2 separate regions of the Zea mays genome follow, and region 1 is linked to region 2. The links are chromatin contacts, called in public Hi-C maps. All regions are on one chromosome and are shown on one strand. Each heading gives the region's core, a stretch centred on a gene start, on an enhancer-like site or on the middle of the called end of the contact. The rest is flanking DNA. Distances are from core to core; before and after follow the strand shown. Region 1 holds the start of LOC100502182 (ATP-dependent zinc metalloprotease FTSH 7 chloroplastic). Region 2 holds the start of LOC100283188 (protein kinase APK1A).

Evidence for each region. A called contact is a pair of places that touch in the nucleus more often than the background predicts.
Region 1: a Hi-C map of leaf shows a contact between it and region 2, with 2.2 times the contacts expected there. The contact joins the promoter of LOC100502182 here to the promoter of LOC100283188 in region 2. A contact is called at or near these places in 3 of 25 Hi-C or Micro-C datasets (bundle sheath, leaf and tassel).

What each region holds. Positions count from the first base shown.
Region 1 is chr5:194,692,256-194,696,607 of Zm-B73-REFERENCE-NAM-5.0, forward strand. LOC100502182 (ATP-dependent zinc metalloprotease FTSH 7 chloroplastic) reads left to right here and starts at 2,277. Exons shown (of 13, transcript NM_001196659.1): 1 at 2,277-3,282. The coding sequence starts at 2,437.
Region 2 is chr5:194,367,361-194,372,448 of Zm-B73-REFERENCE-NAM-5.0, forward strand. It overlaps LOC100283188 (protein kinase APK1A), which reads right to left and starts at 1,979. Exons shown (of 2, transcript NM_001156090.2): 1 at 1,471-1,979; 2 at 395-1,316. The coding sequence starts at 1,837. The coding sequence ends at 610. It also overlaps a transcript of LOC100279784 not described here.

The sequences.
Region 1 (4,352 bases), core at 1,027-3,526, 330 kb after region 2:
GGGCGGCTCAACCGATTTTCTGCGTGGTTTCTGGTCAAACGGCTAGTTTTTGAGCCGTGACTATAAATAGAACCCTCACTCTTCTTCAATGCGGCTGGACACTCACACATTTATTGCTCACCTAACTTGAGACAAAGCACTCATCTCTCCCATCTCTCTCACACTTAAATCTTCCTCAAGATTCAACCTTGTTGGAGGAGCTCTTGGGTGTGAAGTTTGTGCTTGTACTCACGATTTGACTTTCCTCTCCCATCTCTTTTTACAAAGACTTGAGCTTGTGCAAACCCCTCTTGTGCTTTCTTAGTGTTCTTGAAACCCTAGGTTTCAAGATCTTTTGAGGTTGCTTGGGAGTCTCCAAATTTGTGGACGACCCCAAGAAGTTTGTATCACCCGCTCTTTGAGCTAAGATAAGAAGAGATTGCCTTGACCTTTGTGGTCGGTTTTTGGAGGATTAGGGTTGAAAAAGACCCGGCCCTTTGTGGGCTCCTCAACGGGGAGTAGGACACCTTTATGGTGTGGCCGAACCTCGGATTAAATCTTGTGTCTTGTGTTCTTGCTTGTTTTTAACTTAAGATATTTTTACTTGCAAGATTGACATAAAGATTTTTCCGTAGAGTTTATCTAGAAGTGAAATAGCCTTTAAATATTCATTTTTTCATTCTAACTTAGTTATATCTTACTTCTCACAAGAACTCGCGAAATACTTTTTCGAGTAGATTCTAGTCTAAAGTTTATAAAACAGTTGGATTGGTTCAGAGTGGTTCAACTTGCGCACGTAGCTGTTGAACCGGCCTGCACCAGTCGAACTGTGTATGTAACAATCTTTCGAAGTTTGTTGTGAAATTTTTTCAAATTAGCCTATTCACCCCCTTTAGGCTACTTTCAAAACAACATATTTTAGAACACATAAGGTTGTCACTTAATTATCAAAACCAAACTAGGACTTTCACTTACCACAAAACATAGCACAACGATTGAACGATCTGGTGGCCTTTGACTAACTGCTATGGTGGTTTTGTTCATACAATCAAACCAATATTGGTACCATATAATCCATTACATATCGTGTCTTCATAGTTTGACCTCTGTTTTCATTTTTTTCAATGATATATCCTTAATAACTATTAACGATATGCCAATATCTTCTCCCTCACGCAAGAGCTTGCATTGAGATGAAATTCTATAGCTCTTGTTCCCATTTTTGTTTACCAATATGTGCGCTTTTTTTCTTGTATTGTAGATGTGACATTAGTTCCACTTTATCATTAGTAAAACTTAACAAGCTCGTCAAACTCATTAATCACTAGAAGGATACCCACGAGTTGTTGTAGGACTATTGTAGAAATAAATCTGTTGCATATACGAGTCAAATCATCTACATGTTATTGCATCCATTCTTATCAATATTTGGTTGCATTAAGTGGTTGGAAGAGTTGAGATAGAACTTATAATGAAAAATATATTTATAAGAGACATATGTACATTTAATCATCTTATCATTCTACCACCAAAATAGAAATTAGATGTACTTTAACAACAAATATAAATAATAGAAGATTCACGTAACTCCAAGAGACCAAGACAGTCATAATAAATAGATATAGTATGATTATGAAAAAGAAAATCTAAAACTGGTTTACTATATTTTTTGTTCTATATCAGTTTTGCTACAAAATTTCCGCGATTAGCTAAAATTTATCTTTCTAATTGCAAAAAATCTGGCTCCGACAACAACAAAGTGGGCCACCGATCCAACGTGAAGAGAGAAGAGAGGTGTAGGCTAGGCCAACGGTAAACAATTTAAACAATCCACAGCCAAAATAAATTCACACGTTTCGTTCCAGGATCGGAATTAAACCAATCATTTTTTGTCGGCTAGAGAAGATACTCCCAAGTTCCGTAGGCGTAGTTCATTCTTTCTGTGGACATCATAAGCTCGACGCCCTGCGCCATCCGACGCGCCAAATATCTCGAATGCCCACCTTCTGACAGACACTCCTCCTCTCATTGACATCTTCTCACTGACATCTCAGTGGGGCATGCATAGTCCGTCCCCAGCAATCCTTTACCCGGGCGCCGCGGCGCCGTGCAATTATCTCAAAAACCAAACGGATGAGCTCCACCCGACGGTCGCCCAAGCTGAAATCAGCAATAAGCAGTCACTGACGATGGGCCTAAGGCCTTGTGTCCCAGCTTGACGGCGTGACAGGCAGCAAACGGCCGCCCCCTTCTCCTTCCCTCCACCCCTCTTCGTCTCGTCTCGGCCTCTTTCCTTCCTCTGTTCCTCATCTTCGTCTCGGCCTCACCCCCGACGACCCCGCACCGATCCCTCCACGCGCTCGCGCGCAGCACGGGCGGAGTTGGGCGAACTCCGTGCTCGTTCAACCCGTACTCTAGTACCTCCAGGGTTCGGGTCGGGTCTGCCTTCCTCTTCGTATGGCTTCCGCCGCCGCGGAAACCCTCGCCTCGTTCCCAATCGCATCCCCGTCCCGCTCGCTCCTACGCCCCTTCCCCAGGCGACCAGCCGGCGCTAGGACAGGCGCACCGTCGATCCGGATATCCGCCGTGCCGCCGCGGGGCCTCGGGCTCGCGCTCGTACACCGCCGCTGCCCGCCAGCGGCGCGCGCGAATGTTGAGCGCGACGGCGACGGCGCCTCCGGGAACGGCGAGCCGTCGTCCTCGTCTGGGGATGGCGACCGCGACGCGGCTGCGGAGTCGGGGGGCGATAGCACCAGCACGAGCACCACGAGCACGGCCGCGACACCGCCGCCGCCCTCGTCGAAGAGGAACGAAAATAAGTGGCGGCGGAGGCTGACTAAGGGAGGCGGCGTGGGGCGGTGGCTATGGGAGCCCATAGTCCAGGGACGGGAGATGGGCTTCCTCCTGCTCCAGCTGGGCTTCGCCATATTTGCGCTACGCATGCTTCGCCCAGAGATCGCGTTGCCCGGTTCAGAGCCCCGCCCACAGACGACGTACGTCAGTGTACCATACAGCGACTTCCTGGCCAGCATAAACAAGGACCAGGTGAAGAAGGTTGAGGTGGACGGGGTGCATATCATGTTCCGACTCCGCCCAGAGGTGGAGTCCCAGGTCCGTGTTGAGCAGACACCGACACAGCGCGGAGCAGATTATGTCATTGATAATGCTGGAGTTTCAAGGAGAATTGTGTTCACGACGACTCGTCCAGTGGACATAAAGACACCATACGAGAAGATGGTGGAAAACATGGTTGAATTTGGGTCACCGGACAAGAGGTCTGGCGGCATGCTCAATTCTGCCCTGGTAAGGCACTCATGCCGAAAGATATTTCTGATGCAAATGCAATGTTCGTGGCTTCAAATTAATGTAGTAATAGTACCAATCACACAAGTTTAGGAATTTTAAAATTTGTATCTAAGCATGTAAAATGACAGTTGGAAAGTCAGAGATGTTCTGAGCATTGAAACTGACAGGGCAAATATTTCATAATGATATTGACGAGCGAACCCAGTAGGTTCACTTTGTGTGAGCATTGTATATGTACAGTGTGAGGCAGAATATTGCATAGTATATGTTGAAACGCTTGCTCTACAATGTTATATTTGTACTCACTAGAAATAGAGAATTCAAGTGTTTCTAACAGATGCAACATGACATGACCATATGGTCTGCTCTGTTTTGTTGCTAGGTCACTCAGGAAACAACATGTTTAGTTGACTAAACTGTTGTAACTAATGCTTCAGCAATATGATATGATCCAGAGTTTGGATTGTAGATAAAGTTATGATTCATAATCCTTGCACTTGCATATGTTAAAGTCAGATCTTGCTAATACATAAAGCGCTCTAGAAAAATGTAGCACACTTTTTTATTTTGATTCTCTTTTGTATTAGCATACATGCCTCGACAGTTATTTTGTTGATTCGTCTGTAACACATGTTTAGGTTTCTAATATGCATGACTCATGCAAGCATTTCTTTATACACAAAGCACTAAGGCTTATACACCAGATTCAAACTAGAAGCAATGAAGCACATCTTTGATCATTAAGTCTTGTATCTATTTTACCATGTTCCATCCTCATTGTGAACCCATCTTTGCTCCTGTTGAGCGACTAGATTATCCTATATTCGGTAGTCCTGCACCACGTTTTTGGGCAGCCAGTTAAAAATGTATGGACATTAGAGGAAAGCTCACTTGTGGAGTAAATTCAATACTACAGTAACACATGGATGGTAGTTTTAACATTTACATGATCCTTGGAATTAAAAAGCAGAAAGAAGTTTGGAGTTTGATTGGTACGTGCTTAAAAAACAGGAAACTGAACTCCAGTTCTGATATTTGGGCTACAAACAAAAATGTATGGGTCTTTG
Region 2 (5,088 bases), core at 729-3,228:
ACGGAGGTTGTCATCTCCACCTATGCGGTCCTAGTTTGCTAAAAGTAGCTAATAGCCGAATCATAAGCAGCACCGTTTGGATGTTTTAACTAAATTTAGTGTTTCATTATTAGCTCTGTTGAATCTAAACATGATCTAAGGAGTACCGCCACGTGGCATCAACTATTAAAGGTCCAAAACATGGTTTTTATATATACGCTCAAAATTCATCTTTTGGAATAGCTTCTGAAACTGATCGCCATTTGCATGTTACGTACCCCTACCGATCAAGATCTATTCAATTCCTTATTGTTCAGGATCAGCGACTTGACTAACAACCAAAAAAGCCATCTCAAAGTACGCGCGAGATGACGTCACATGTCGTAGAGTAGATCACATCAATCTTCAACGGATTGGACGAGCTTATTTTGGCGATTTGATTAACGAGACTCTCTGCAACGAACTCTGACATCACGGAAATTTTTCTATGTAATCCGATTCAACTACTACTAATCCACTACATCAAGAAACTTATATAAGTAAAATAAATAAAAAAACATTACCTTCACCTTCTACTCTCTCTAAACAAAGCTAATGGTATTTACGGTCTTCTTCGGCCGACAATACAGCTCAGGAACCCATCTTGCCGGCAGGTTTGCATCCAGCGGCCGAGATCAGCGCGGTCGTCTTCTCCTGGAGCTCGCGAACCACCTCCACCATGGAGGGCCGCGTCCCGGGGCCGTCGCCGATGCACCGCAGCGCAAGCGCCGCCACGGTGGCCGCCTCGTGCGTGTCGTACTCGTCTCCGAGCCTCCGGTCCACTGCCTCCGCTACTCTTCCTTCGCCGAGCGTAGGACCCACCGCGGCGGCGAGCCGGCGCCCCGTGTCGGCGCATATGGCCTCCCTCCCCGTGAGGAGCTCGAGCAGCAGCACGCCGAAGCTGTACACGTCGCCCTTCTTGGTGGCGACGCCGGAGCGGAGGAAGTGCGGGTCCACGTAGCCCGGGGAGCCCATGACGACGGCGCGCGGCGCCGACGACGCCCTGGCCCTGGCCCCGCTGGCCTCCGGCGGCTGGAGCGCGGCCGAGAAGCCCACGTGCGCGAAGCCCAGGTCGCAGAGCTTGGCGTCGAGGCTGGCGTCCAGCAGCACGTTGGAGGCCTTCACGTCGCCGTGGATCACCGCCGGGTCGCGGCTCTCGTGGAGGTGCTCCAGCGCCATGGCCACCTGGAACGCCACCGCCATGCGGCGCGCCCACGGGAGCGGCGCCTTGCCGCTGCCGTGGAGCCTCTCGTGGAGGTCGCCGTTCGGTGCGTACTCAAAGACCAACACGCCTTCCTCTGCACGTACGCACGCAGAAAGAGAGGGAGAGAGAGAGAGAGAAAAGAAACTCGTGTTAGCTCCTAGCTCATCTATCTACGTGACTTGGAAGCTCCCGCTCAGTGGAGCTGTGGAGCTGATCAGTCGGTGGTTGGTTCGCGTCTTGTTATATACCTCGTTCGTCGCAGTAGCCGAGCAGGCGGACGATGTGCGGGTGGCGGAGCGAGAGGAGCACGTGGAGCTCCTGGCGGAAGGCGCGGTGGAGGCGCTCGCTGCTGCGCTGCACCTTGACGGCGCCGAGGCGGGAGGAGGAGAGGCAGGCCAGGTAGACGGTGCTGAAGCCGCCCTGGCCGATGACGCGGGAGGAGAAGCCCGCCGTGACGGACTCGATCTCGGCCCACGCGAACCGCCTGGCCGACGACCCGCTGCCCTTGCCGAGCGACGCGGCGGGCTCGTCCGCGACGCGGGGGTCGGTTCGGCCCGCGTCGCCCTGCTTGTCGAGGCGGAGGCACGAGAGGAGGCCGCACCCGGCGGGCAGCATCCTGTTCTGGCGCACGCACGACGCCGCACCGCAGCTCCGCACGCCGGCTGCTGGTCCGAGGCTGAGCTGAGCTGAGCTGTGTTGCTCTATCTGGTGAAGCGCTGGGCGAGCGCCTTTTTGGCCGTGCTCGGGTGGCCAGATCACCGAACGGCTTCTGGCGCCCGTCGTTATATACGACGTCGACGCGGGGGGCGGGACTGGATGCCCAGCGCCCGCAGGCGGCAGGCCGCAGCTAGTGCCTAGTGGACCTCAACTAATCAGTGGCGCGCGGAGCACATAAAGAAAAGGGCAAAAGGCGACGGGGTGAGCAGCTCCTCCCGTTGAGATGCGTGATGCATCTGCGTGCTGTCGTCACGCACGCCCCCCACAATTCTATTCCGCCGGAGCGTCGCGCGCGCCTGCCGGCTGCCGCCCTGCACCTTGGCTCGGCATGCGCTTTTCCTTTTTCACCGGTAAAAATATATCAGCAATAATGCGCTCTGCAGCCGTCTGGTGCCGGAATGTTGATTTGGCTAGTATTTTCCTCCGCGTCAGCGGCAGAGGCGCCACCGGATCGACCGTGGAGTGCGACGTGCCACCGGCACCAGTTCGAGGGCTCCTTTTCAGCTGCTGTCAGAGCGGCCTTTCCTGGCTGCAAGGTCATGGGCCATGTTCATAGCAGCTAGATATAAACTTTTTTTCCAGTGGATCCGAATCCTATGGCGAGTAACGTCCCAAATGGAAGTGTCCAGGTGACAGGCGTCCCACTTTTTCCAACGGGCCGGCGTGCTCTGCTCGCTTACCGCGGCACGCACAGGCAGGCGGTGAAAAAAAATTAATAAACAGCGCTGGTGGTTGCGCCCGCGTGTGGCTGGGCCACATGGCCCCCACTGAGATTCCTGTAGCCAGATCACGCAGCTCGTCTTCGTATTGGAGGAGCGCTAGCTGGGGAGCATGGGGATTAGTGGTTTCATATTCGTAAGCGTACGACATCACATGTTTTGCAGGGTAGATATAGAAGTGGAGGTCACATTCACACACGGAATTCGCCACGGCGAGCTGAAGAACCTGTCGTCCTGCTGCTGCTGGTGAAGAGTATGGAGGAGGATTCAGAAACAGCAGGGCGCCCAGCGTATGCAGAATTGCAGACGCGCTTCAGATGTTGACTGCCCGAACGGAGATACAGGAGGAGTACTTGAGACTTTTGACTAATGACTGCCCGCGCCCCACGGTACTTGAACATGCTTTGGACGAATTAAACGCGTCTGCCCTTTGCAGGCTTGCAGCGTATATACTAGTACAAATTTTCAAGCTGAGTTTATGCTTGCCGGACGGCCCGAAACTGTGAATAGGAGAGCCAGGACGAGAGCCCGAGGAACGGTGGCAACTACTCTGATTGGGACATGTAGCATGACTGCATCAGCTAGGTTACATCATTCATTTCGTGCTGTTTACTAGTACTTTAATTGATGATGATATCAAGGGGCCAACCAGCTATCGCATAGATAGGGATGTCAATGGAGAATTCCCAGCCGGAAATAGCTCCTCATCTCTGTTCTGTGACAAAAAAAATTCATCCATGGATCCCCACGAACGCTAACGGGAAACATTTCTTTCCCATCCCTGTTTTCTGTGGAGATAAATCCCAACGGAGATTCCCATCTCCATTTAAATTATAGTTAGGACATATATTTTTTCTTATTAATGTTAAACATTGTCATTTATACACATTGTCAGATGTAAGAAATTATTATGCATACATCAAAATGAACACATTTGAACAATTAGTGGTCTCTTGACAAGGAAATTATTTATTTTTGTCGTTAACTAGTACAAAACACATAGTCGCGTGCACGTTTAACGGGTCCCCCGCAGGGAATGTGGCCCCATCCCCGTTTACCCATCGGGAGATAAATTTTTCTAGTTTATATCCCGCGGGGGAAGTTTCTTTCTCATTCTCATTCCCTAAAAGAGGAATTCCCCGCGGAGAATCGGGGATCGGATCTCCATTGCCATCTCTAGGCATAGAGGATCCCATAAAATTGTTTGGTTTCCTAGCGTAACCATGTATTTGTGTGAAGAGCCAGACAAACGACCACGACGTCCGCGCTTCCTGTAGCGGCAATACTAGCTCACGGTTTGACCGCGATTGAACACCTTCCCACCTTCATGGCTAGTTTGGGAGTCACTAAACCGAAGGTGATTGGGGGGCTGAAATTCCGTCCTTATTCATTTTTGAATAAGGGGATTTTAGCCCCTTTAATCTACTCCAGTTTTTGGACTCTCAAACTACCTCATTCAATCTACTCCACTCATGTGACGCTGTAGACTCACTCGAGAGATGCTGGAGCCATCAGAGAGCCTGTGACGCTGCAGACTCGCCGTAGTGAGTCGGGATGCCACTGGTGGTGGTGGTACCACTGAAGAGTGACACCTAGTGGCGAAGTTCTCCCATGCGCGTTGTCGATATCGAGGGTACCAATGACAGTTGACAGGTAAGTGAAAGGCATGAGAGTAAGGTTGTCTCCGCCGAATGAGTCGTGCAAAATATTATTTTATACAATAAATTGTACTATCTATAGAGTAAATTTTAGAATAAAAGATGAGAATGAGCTTAAGAGATAGAATGAGTAAACTACTGACTACAACCTCTTCGTAGTGTTTCATTTAATTCTAATTCAAAATAAAAGCGGAGATTGCATGAGAGAAGTATTTTTTTTACTTGAAGTAAAACTCTCAAAAGCATGATAGTGAATTACTTTATAAAATTAGGAAAAAGCTATTCTTTATTTAGCTCTCGGTATCTTATTTACTCTACTAGAGAATCACAGAATCAATGCTTCGTTTGGTAGAGCTTCTGATGGATTCAACAGAGAATCAACTCTGAAAGATCGGCTAAATAGGACATGACCTAAAGTTTTCACATTGAAAAAGAGATTGGAATTAGGATTGACTTAGCACCATATCCGATGCAGGGAAACAGATTACAGATAGAGATGGCAATGGCCGTGTACCCATTGGGTACCACTCAACCATACCCAAACACACTAATATAAATTGTATCTAAGAAGAAACTCATACTCATGCATGAGTCCAAAGTTTTGCCCATACTCGTATGGGACCCATACGGTACCCCAAATACATTTATAACACACACATTAAACAAGAGGACTATGATTTCACGAATTAGCATATCATAGATGTCATACAACAAGCTAAATAAATGATCGACGTAAAGTGTGTGAGGCATTTTGATCAGGATATTTAGCAGT